Regions from separate parts of the Mus musculus genome. Here regions 2 and 3 are each linked to region 1. The links are chromatin contacts, called in public Hi-C maps. All regions are on one chromosome and are shown on one strand. The core of a region is the stretch at or near the end of the contact, and the rest is flanking DNA. Distances in the headings are between cores, read along the strand shown. Region 1 has its middle 16 kb from the start of Gm5150. Region 2 has its middle 68 kb from the start of Gm9733. Region 3 has its middle 8.2 kb from the start of Gm9733.

Region 1 (3,485 bases), core at 713-3,212:
AAAAGTAATGCCTAGAGACTGGAGATGTTAACATATAGGAGACTCACATGAGTCCTATAGCCATGACATGTTAACCAATATCTGAATGGATAATTGGTAAAGAATTATTATATGTTATTTACATTGCATCTTCAGGTTAGGTGAATCTAGGATAAAAAATTAACAGCTCAAAGATAGATACACCAACTTAAGCAAGAAATTTTTCCTCTACCTCAGGAATCATGCAAGCAAAGGTGGGTGAGTTATTGTGTGGAGGTGCTGAGAATGTGTGTTTCTTAGAATTCTTTTACCAATAACATCTGTGGGTTTTTTTTTTCATGTTTACTTTCAATATTTTGATTGCAGGTGTTTACAATCAACAATTGTGCTGCAGATGGACCTCAATTAGGTCCTCGATCTTCAGGAAAACTTCAGGGGTCTGGTTCCAGGCATGCAAGGAGTTGGTGAGGATGACAAACAGACAGGGACACAGAGAGAGTGTTTACCTGAATGTTATTTGTCAAATTGAGCATCAGACTTTTAATATAGAAGAAAATAGGGAAGTTAGGTGACACATCTGCAAGGTACAATGAGGTTACCAAATGCTTAATGACTCTCACAGAAAACAGAGGAATGCAAACATAAAGACTGCCAGGAACTGGACAATAAAACAACTGAGACAAAGTCAGCTCTATCTAAGGTCCGCTATATTCTTAGAAGCCAGGTGAGAGGTCTTTACACTCCTGGGGCAAGGGCTTTCATGCCCAAGTCATGGTTCTAATTAGGGAGTTCTGCTATAGCTAACTTTCTCATGAATAATGCAATACTTTAGTTCCTCCTAAAACCACAACCCAATCTGCTTCCTAAACCATTGTAAATTCCTGTATATGTGAGTGTCTTGCCTTTTATTCTAAGTGATTGTGTGGGTAGACTTCCTACTAATAAGTAATGTAGTCTGTCATACATAACTATAATAAGAATTCTAAACTTACTTCTCTAAGCTTGCCCTGAGATTACTAACTCTGTGTAGTAGATAGTAATGCCTGATTTCTTTCACTACCTTTCTTACAATATTAGAGGCAATTCTGAATGTCAATGAATAGGCAACATTATTACTGAATTCCAAGCCCAGGGTTGGCTCAAGGGCTACCTGGGGCATTGGTGAAGGCCAAGAAGCAAAGTTCAATTTTTCTTAGGTATTTGGCAAGTCATTGCTTGGAGGCACCTATAATAAAACAATACTGAAAGAAAACACACAGATCAATTCACAAGGACAAGTTTGGAGCATTCCTTATATGGCATAAACAGCCACTCAGGAATCATGAGCAGGAACTAATCAGAGCATGTCAATAATCCTGCTTTTCATAAGAAAGAAAATAAGGCTACATGGAAAGACCAAGAAGGCAAGGGATGTGTGGGGACCTATTATAGATGAATTGTTTGTACTCTACATATCAATGCCGAAATCACAGTAACAAATAATGTAACTGTGTTTGGTAGAGAGTTTTTCAATAGGCAAGGGTCTGCTGAGGTCATTTGTATGAATCCTGACCCAATGTAACTGGTTTCCTTTCAAGACATGGACAAGATCCACAGACATAGGATGAAATAAGATTGTATGAAGACATAGGAAAAAAGTGCAACTTAGAAGAGAAAGCACAGAAGAAAATAGTTTTGTGGAGACTTTGACCCTGGACTTCCAGGCTCCAGAATTGTGAGGAAATGGATGTCTGTGGTTTTTGCCAATAGCCTGTGGCACCTTTCCAAGGTAACATAAGCATTAGGAAAGTAAATTAATGATATAGCTTCTCAGAGCAGCAGCATTCAGTGAGAAGACTGATATGAGATGAGGAAGGAAATAGAGGACAGAGGACAAAATGAGGAAGCTAACTAAGAAAGGATGATAGCTGAGTATTGCCAGAAACATTGCATCTTAAGTCATGTCACTAACCTGCATGCCAGCCTCGATGTGGCAGGAGGCTAACAGAGTTTCCTAAGTTTTGAGCCAGGCAGCCCCACCCACTTCTTTGGAACTGACTCACTGGGTGCAGTGTACCTCAGAGTGATAATGATGCAAATGTCATTTTGCTGAAAGTAATTTTGTCACAAAGTGTGGTCTTAACTCTCAGTTCCAGTTCAAGGCCAATCTGGGAATCAGAGAGAGACTGAGACTCAGAAAGTTGGAAAAAGAAAGAATGGGGGGGGGGGGGATTCAAAGACTAACCATACTCAAATTCAGCACTGACTACCTGTTATTTTTTATTAGATATTTTCTTACTTACATTTCAAATGTTATCCCCTTTCCAAGTTTCCCCTCTGAGAATCCCCTATCCCCTCCCCTGTCCTCCTGCTCCCCAACCCCGATTTCCTGGCCCAGGCATTCCCCCATACTGTGGTATAGAACATTCACAGGACCAGGGCCTCTCCTCCCATTGATGACCAACTTGGCCATCCTCTGCTACATATGCAGCTAGAGCCACGAGTCCTTCCGGGTGTTTTCTTTGATTGGTGGTTTAGTCCCAGGGAGCTCTGGAGTTACTGGTTAGTTCATATTGTTGTTCCTCCTATGGGGCTGCAAACCTCTTCAGCTCCTTGAGTCCTTCCTCTAGCTCCTCCATTGGGGATCTTGTGGTCAGTCCAATTGGATGGCTGTGAGCATCCACTTTTATATTAGTCAAGCACAGGCAGAGCTCCTCAGAAGACAGCTATATCAGTCTCCTGTCAGAAAGTTCATGTTGGTATCTGCAATAGTGTCTGGGTTCAGTGGTTGTTTATGGGATGGATCCCCAGGTGGGGCAGTGTCTGGATACACATTCCTTCAGTCTCTGCTCCAAACATTGTCTTTGTGTTTACTATAAAGAATTATTTTTATTAGATATTTTCTTCATTTATATTTCAAATGCTATCCCAAAAGTCCCCTATGCCCTCCCCCTGCCCTGATCCCCCACCCACCCACCCCCAACTTGTGGCCCTGGCATTCCCCTGTACTGGGGCATATAAAGTTTGCAATACCAAGGGGCATTTCTTCCATGTGATGGCGGAATGGAAATTACTACTTACATTAGAGGTAAAAGACAAGAGCCCTGTTCACCTCGGTCTAGCATCCCAGGTTGGGTTCTGGAGCAGCAATCTTGGAAAAGAATGAATATGATGGCCCATGACCTTCCTCAAAGAGCTATGTGCCCTATTTCTATGCCAGTTGTGATAGTTTGAATGAGAATTGTCCCTGTGACTAATATGTTTAAATAATTGGCAGTTCATGGAACTATTTGTGAAGGGTTAGAAGGTGTATCACTGGGAGTGGGCTTTAGGTTTCAAAAGACTCATGACATTCCTAACATGTAGTCTATCTCCTGCTTAAAGCTCTGGAGTGTGAGCACTCAGTGGTTCCTGCTGCTGTCTTTAGTCCATTATCATAAACTCTTAATCTTTGGAACGATAAGCCAATGTAATTTCTTTCTTTTATATTTTTACTTGTTCATGGTGTTTATATCAGCAATAAAAAA
Region 2 (3,485 bases), core at 493-2,992, 760 kb before region 1:
ATATTGGAGTAATTTCAGCATAAACACCATAGTTTTTCAAATACAATGATTCATGGCATTTGTTATTGCATTTGGGTGACTTTCTTTGCCTTCTATTTTGAGCAATGCAGCAGGACCTAATTTCTAAAGAGAATATTTCAGGTAGCCCCAAAGGTGACACTCATCCTATCTAAATGTGGAGGTTGAAACTGACACCTGCTCCTTGCATATCATGCACTTGCTGGTACAGCCGCACTGCTGACTGAAGCATGTATCCTCAAATGGGTTGTGGGCAACCTTTATTTAGGTATTGATCAGGAGTGCAATCTGGAATCACCACTACAAACAACAAAGCCGTAGCAAAAAGCTACTTTGGGATGTACTTGAGAAGCATAGAAGCTATCTATGGCAACTAACTAGAATGCATTTTTGTTTTAATTCCCTGTGAACTTTGAGGCATACACATACTTACTTCTTTCAATAGATTATTAGAAAACTGAGACTCAAACAGGAAATTCAGCTTTAACACATTGTTATTTGTAATTTGATATTTAACTTTAAAAGGTTTTTATTTTGTGTGATAATTTTACCTTCTAGCTGCTCTCTCTCCCTTATACCTTTTCTGCTTTCCTATTTGACTCAAGTGAAATATATAAAATACTTCAAAAACATTTACAATGGAAAAACAAACAAACAAACAACTAAATAAGGGTTGCTATATCTAATCATTTAAGTAGTTATTTCTGAAATAGAAATAAAATAACTTTTATCAATTAATATGAGAAATATGATGACTCTATATCATTGGAACGATTGTGTATAGTATTTCTTCAAACAAGTCCAGTAGTTAGTACTAAAAGCACCATTTCATAAAACACTGAAAGGAAAATAAAATAAAAATAAACAAGACCATGGAAAGCAGAGCAAGGAAGACAATAATTTAGGAATTCAGTTTTGAAGTAATACTGTTTTATTCAATTAATACACAATAATTTGGATTTGAAATAATTTCTGTTAGGGTTTGTGTCTCAAATCTTCCCTACAGGTTTTTGTGCTGAATGTCTGATCTTCAGCTCTAAAAGCTAATTTTGGAAACTTTGAAACCTTTAGAAGGTACTATCTATAAATAACTTGTGGGCTCTTTAAGTACAGCTCTGTTTTCTGTTCTGCTATGATCTGGAGTCTCTAACCAACAACTGACCACTGCAGCTGAGTAGATCCACAGTGCCTCCCATTTTGGACAATAAGAAGCATTATCATATGTATTACGACGAGAAGATGACTGTATTTTCCCTGAGCTTGATCTCTGATCTTGGTATTATGTTACACACACATAGGAGTCTTCAAGTATAAACGTATCTCACCCTATCTACACCATCGGAAAGAGGAATTGCAGACAGACTTTTAAAATAATGACAAAGGTTATAACAAGATACATCATGGAAGCATGGAAACTTGAAAAAGAGTGAAAGAGTAACTAGGAAGATAAGAGCTCTTAGGGCAACTAGGAAGATAAGAGCTCTTAGGGCACATAATGAATCAAGACAAAATCCAAGTGTGTAGGAGACTGGTGAAAGATGATATTAGGATTCAGAAGAAACTTGTTTTTATCTTACTTGAAAATATAAGCATGATTTGTAACACTACGGAGCAAAAATATATTGGGTCTTACTATGCTTATTAGGAAATAATCTGGGAGTTCTTCAGGCTAAATATACAAACCAGCTGAAGGACACCATGTTGACATTTGATTGCAATACCATACACTACCAGAAGATGGCGGAATATGTTCAAAGCTTATGAAATGTGTGGCTCTCCCAGAGTTCACTGCAATGCTGATATTTCTAATCATTTAAGCTGTCAAGATAATATGTTTAGTAAAGAAAAACTTGAAACGATGATGTGATTGGTTGGTTTATTTTATAGTCTCTGTGAAGTAGGGAAAGGACTCAAGCAGGTCACTTTTTCAGACTCGTCGTTAGTTATTTAGCTTTCTCATTCAAGGCCAGACTACCTATCAGGGAATGGTGACAGCCAAAGAGGGTGAAGTCCTTCTACAGCAATGTGCAGTCAGAACAATGCTTCAAAGATATGCTCACTGGAAAATATAGATAGTTCATCAATTGAGATAATTTCTAAGTTGTATCAAGTTGACAACTGAAGCAAGTTAGGGCCTACTTGTGTTTATTTTGAAAGCCATTTCAAAGTTTGTTGACACTGAAGGAACTATAAATGATCATTAGTTGGTAGAACAATAAAATTAGCTATCACTCATTATGCATTGTTTGTGTGCCAAGAACTTTATTTTTTTAGATGAATATCTTTTTTAACAATGCTGTCATAATACCATTAAATTCTTTTGTAAGATAAAATTTCAAAGCCCCAAACTAATGATTTCCCAAGCCTCTGCACACACTATTAAGAATCTATAAGATTCAAATCACATTGCTTTCAATATATCTTGCCAAAATATTTTAAAGTAATTTTGGGATTTTTATCTGCTGTTTTACCCTCTTCTTCATACACAGTCCCTTCATACAATTCAGTGCAGTTGCAACTTTTGTGAAAGACAGAATTCTAACATGAGACTTAGGGGAAGAATATATAAAGAATATATAAACTATCTTACCAAAAGGCCAGTGCTTATGCATAGATCCAGAAGCTGGATGATCTATCTATCTATCTATCTATCTATCTATCTATCTATCTATCTATCTATCTATCTATCTATCTATCTATCTACATCACAATCACTGCCTTTCCATTCTCCCTTCATGAAGTCCCTCTCCCCATCCCCACTCCTCTAAGAGGGTGGGAACTACCTGGGTATCCTCCCACACTGACACATCAAGTTTCCCCAGGGTTAGACTAGGCACATCCTCTCCACTGAGACCAGATAAGGCACCCTGATGGGGAACTGTTTCCTTAGTCAGGCAACAGATTTGGGGACCACACCTGCTCCAGTTGTTGGGGGACCCACATGAAGACTGAGCTGCACATCTCCTACATATGTGTCTGGGGCCTCTGTCTAGCCAGTGTATGCTCTTTAGGTGGTGGCTCAGTCTCTGTGAGTTCCCAAGGGTCCAGTTTAGTTGGCTTCATTAGTATTCCTGTATAGATCCTATTTCCTTTAGGGTCTTCCGTCTTTCCCCCAACTCTTCCCTAAGAGTCCCCAACCTCTGCTCAATGTTTACCTGTGGGTCATTACATCTGTTTCAGTCAGCTCTTAGGTAGAATCTCTTAGAGGACAGTTATGCTAGGCACCTATCTGCTAGCATAGCAGAGCATCATTAAGAGTGTCAGGGTTTGGTGCTTGCCCATGGTGTGGGTCTTAAGTTGGTCCAATTATTGGTGGGTCATTCCCTCATTCTCTGTTCCATCTTTGCTCCTGCATTTCTTGTAGTCAGGATAAATTTTGGGTTTAAAGTTTTGTGGACTGGTATCTTTTTACCTCCACTTCCTATCCCCTCTTGGACACACAATCCTTCCCCCTGTTCTTCCAAAAG
Region 3 (3,485 bases), core at 524-3,023, 680 kb before region 1:
AGGAAGACCAAAGTGTGGACACTTCATTCCTTCTTAGAATGGGGAACAAAATACACATGGAAGGAGTTACAGAGATAAAGTTCAGAGTTAAGACAGAAGGAAAGACCATCCAGAGACTGCCCCACCCGGGGATCCATCCCATATACAACCACCATACCCTGACACTACTGAATATGCCAGAAAGATTTTGCTGACAGGACCCTGAAATAGCTCTCTCTTGTGAGCCTATGCCAATGCCTGGCAAATACAGAAGTGGATGCTCACAGTCATCTATTGGATGGAACACAGGGCCCCTAATGAAGGAGCTAGAGAATGTACCCAAGGAGCTAAAGGGGTCTGCAACCCTATAGGAGAAACAAAGATATGAACTATCCAGTATCCCCCAGAGCTGTGTCTCTAGTTGCATGTGTAGCATAGGATGGCTTAGTCGGCCATCAATGGGAGGAGAAGCCCTTAATTTTGAGGGCATCATATGCCCCAGTACAGGGCAATGCCAGGGCTAGGAAGCGGGAGTGGGTAGATTGGGAAGCAGGGTGGGGGGAGGGTATAGGAGGCTTTGGGGATAGCATTTGAAATGTAAATGAAGAAAATATCTAATAAAAAAAAGGGAAAAAAGGGGAAAAAAAGAAAAATGCTTTAAAAATCAAGTCAAACAGCACCACTTAGAATTCAAGCAAACTTAAGTGAGGGGGAAATTCATGGCCTTATCCTTTCTCCCTTTCCTCCTTCATTTATTTTCTATCTTCCCCTCCCTTCCCTCTTCTGTCTTATCTCCCTGTTTATATCCTTCTTTCCTTCCCTTTCCCCATTCTGTCCTTTCCTTCCTGTTTTGACTTGGTTTTTGTTATATTGCTGAGGCTTCAACATAGTACTTCATGCTCACTAAGCACCTATTGCATCACTGAGCTCTACCACAGCTCCTGTACTACAGAAACAAAAATCAAGCGTTGCCTGTGAGAAGATCTGAGAAGACCATACTTAATTATTGAAATTTACACTTGAAAGAGAAAGATTTACTATGCAGAAGCTATTATTTTAAAATTAGGGATCGTTAATATATTTGGACCCTAGCTTTTGAATCTCATTATATATTGTATATTTACATTTTCAGACTAACTTTAGAAAAGAAACATTTTTTCATGCATTCTTTCTTAATTCATGTTCAAACTTTCAGAATTATAAAGAATTGTGTGGCTTGTTTCTGTAATTTTATACATGCAGATATATTTTCTCCAGAAGTACAGTGTCATGAATATTCTTCAGATATCATGTATCAAAAGCAAGCATTTCAAATGATCCAATATTTAAAAATATTTATTATACTCCAAAGTATGATACTGAGATCTGCCTTACATTTCAAACAATGGTGGAGCTATGTATGAACAAGTCAACTTATGAAAGGCAGAAATTATATCAGCCTACAGGTACAAAGGTTTAGATTCTATGTTGGTAGACCAAAGCCATAGCAGCAGGAAAAACTGTTTGCATACCACAGCTTCAAACAGAAGGCTGATAAAATGAAGGAAATGACATGAGTCTTTTGAAACATCAAGTCCACTCCTAGTGACACATTTTCTAAACCTTCCCAAACAGTTCCACCAACTGGGATGAATTAGTTAAACGTATCCTGGGTTCTGAATTGAATGAGGCAGAGAGGTAGAAATGTGTGAGCACATACTGTTTTCTTCTTCCTGACTGTATATATCTACTTCCTAGTACTGTACTTCCTCAGTAAAATGTACTATACCCTCCCACAGTGAGCCAAAATAATGAGTACTTCCTTATTTAAATTGCTTCTATCAGGATATTTCATACCAGAAATAGGAAAGGTCTCTTAGACAGAAATTATCCTTGTTCTGGTCTGAACCACATTGTGATCTGAAATCCAGTCCTGTGGTTTCTTATTTGCATATTTCTAGATCATCATCTTGCTGGAGGAACTATTTTACCATAGCCTTATAGTAAAGTTCCACACAGAAAGTGATTTACTTGAAAAGGGAAATATCCATCCTCAGTTTCTTCTCATTTTCTTTCACTGGAAATGAAAGAATCAAGTCCAGGAGCGTGCAAAAACTATATCACATATCAATATTGTCTATATATCTATATTTTTATATAGATGAGATAGAGATATATACATATCACTATATTGCATATATGCATGTATGTACATACTATATATATATATTACATATCACTATATTGAAGCACAGATAATGTAGTTGCAAATGTTTGACTCATATCAAAATATAATATCATATAAAAATGTATAAATAAAATATCTAATAAGAATAAAAAACAAAAAATAGAAAAAATAAAAGCCTATAAAGTTTTTCAAAAAATTTTAAATATTTTGGAAAAGAAATGACTTGCCCATTTTAAAGACATTTGAAACCTTTTTTAGCTCATTTTAAAGCATTTATATGAGTGTATCTGCTTTTGTATATATGTATAAAATTATGTCTTATGTGTTTGTATGCATGAATATATATGTATTTATAAATATAAAAGCTAAATTAATTGCATTACTTGAGTGTGAAAAAAATCACACAAACTAATGTTATTACTTAACAGTATTTTTCCATTCACATTTATAGGATGATGAATGGTTTATAATATATCTCTCAGTTAAATGATACATAGCTCCAACAGTGTTTGAAATGTAAGGCAGATCTCAGTATCATACCTTGGAGTATAATAGATATTTTAAAATATTGGATCATTTGAAATGCTTGCTTTTGATACATGATATCAGAAGAATATTCATGACACTGTCCTTCAGGAGAAAAGATATCTACATGTATAAAAATTACAGAAACAAGCCACACAATTCTTTATAATTCTGAAAGTTTGAACATAAAGGATGAAAGAATGCATTAAAAACATTTCTTTTCTAGAGTTGGTCTGAAAATGTAAATATACACTATATAATTAGATTCAAAAGCTAGGGTCCAAATATGTTAACCATCCCTATTTTTAAAATAATAACTTCTCGCTATCAGCAATAGAAAAGTAACCAACACACCAGTATAACCCTTGTGGTTGTTTGAATAGGTTTGACTTGCATAGACTCATGTGTGTGAATGATTGGCCTAGAGGGAGTGACAATAGTAGGAGGTGTATTATTGTTGGCATATGTGTACCTTTGTGGAAGAAAGTGTCTCACTATGGGGTGGGCTTTGATATCCTGTTCTCAAGTTCTACACAGTGTAGAGGAAGCAGTGTCCTCTGACTCCCTTTGGAGCAAGATGTAGAAATCTTGGATCCTTCTCCTGCACCATGCCTGTCTGCATGCTGCCTTATTTGTTGATATGATGATAATGGACTGAGCCTGTGAAACTGTAAGTCAGCACCAGATAAATGTTGGACTTTATAGGAGTTGCCTTGGTCATGGTTTCTCTTTACAAAAATGGAATCCCAAACTAAGACAATCCTTTAACTGCATATGACCAGTAATGCTACTTCCATACTATGACCATGCTTCC

The links. A called contact is a pair of places that touch in the nucleus more often than the background predicts.
Region 2: a contact with region 1 is called in a Hi-C map of bone marrow-derived macrophages, with 16 read pairs. The contact joins two enhancer-like sites. A contact is called at or near these places in 2 of 484 Hi-C or Micro-C datasets (bone marrow-derived macrophages and nephron progenitors).
Region 3: a Hi-C map of bone marrow-derived macrophages shows a contact between it and region 1, with 11 read pairs. The contact joins two enhancer-like sites. A contact is called at or near these places in 7 of 39 promoter capture datasets (the C10 cell line, embryonic stem cells, hippocampal neurons and 1 more), 1 of 484 Hi-C or Micro-C datasets (bone marrow-derived macrophages), 1 of 115 datasets of contacts at active chromatin or transcription factors (the 230-238 cell line) and 1 of 9 other capture datasets (liver).

Annotation. Positions count from the first base shown.
Region 1 is chr3:16,020,494-16,023,978 of GRCm38.p6, forward strand. No RefSeq gene overlaps it. Among named protein-coding and RNA genes, the nearest start is that of Gm5150, 16 kb to the left of the region's middle. Within about 2 kb of position 1,963, at least 14 of the 459 cell types and tissues checked have an H3K27ac peak or open chromatin away from gene starts, as enhancers often do. A contact at or near this core is called in bone marrow-derived macrophages, where this site is marked.
Region 2 is chr3:15,262,904-15,266,388 of GRCm38.p6, forward strand. No RefSeq gene overlaps it. Among named protein-coding and RNA genes, the nearest start is that of Gm9733, 68 kb to the right of the region's middle. Within about 2 kb of position 1,743, at least 2 of the 459 cell types and tissues checked have an H3K27ac peak or open chromatin away from gene starts, as enhancers often do. A contact at or near this core is called in bone marrow-derived macrophages, where this site is marked.
Region 3 is chr3:15,338,763-15,342,247 of GRCm38.p6, forward strand. No RefSeq gene overlaps it. Among named protein-coding and RNA genes, the nearest start is that of Gm9733, 8.2 kb to the left of the region's middle. Within about 2 kb of position 1,774, at least 4 of the 459 cell types and tissues checked have an H3K27ac peak or open chromatin away from gene starts, as enhancers often do. A contact at or near this core is called in bone marrow-derived macrophages, where this site is marked.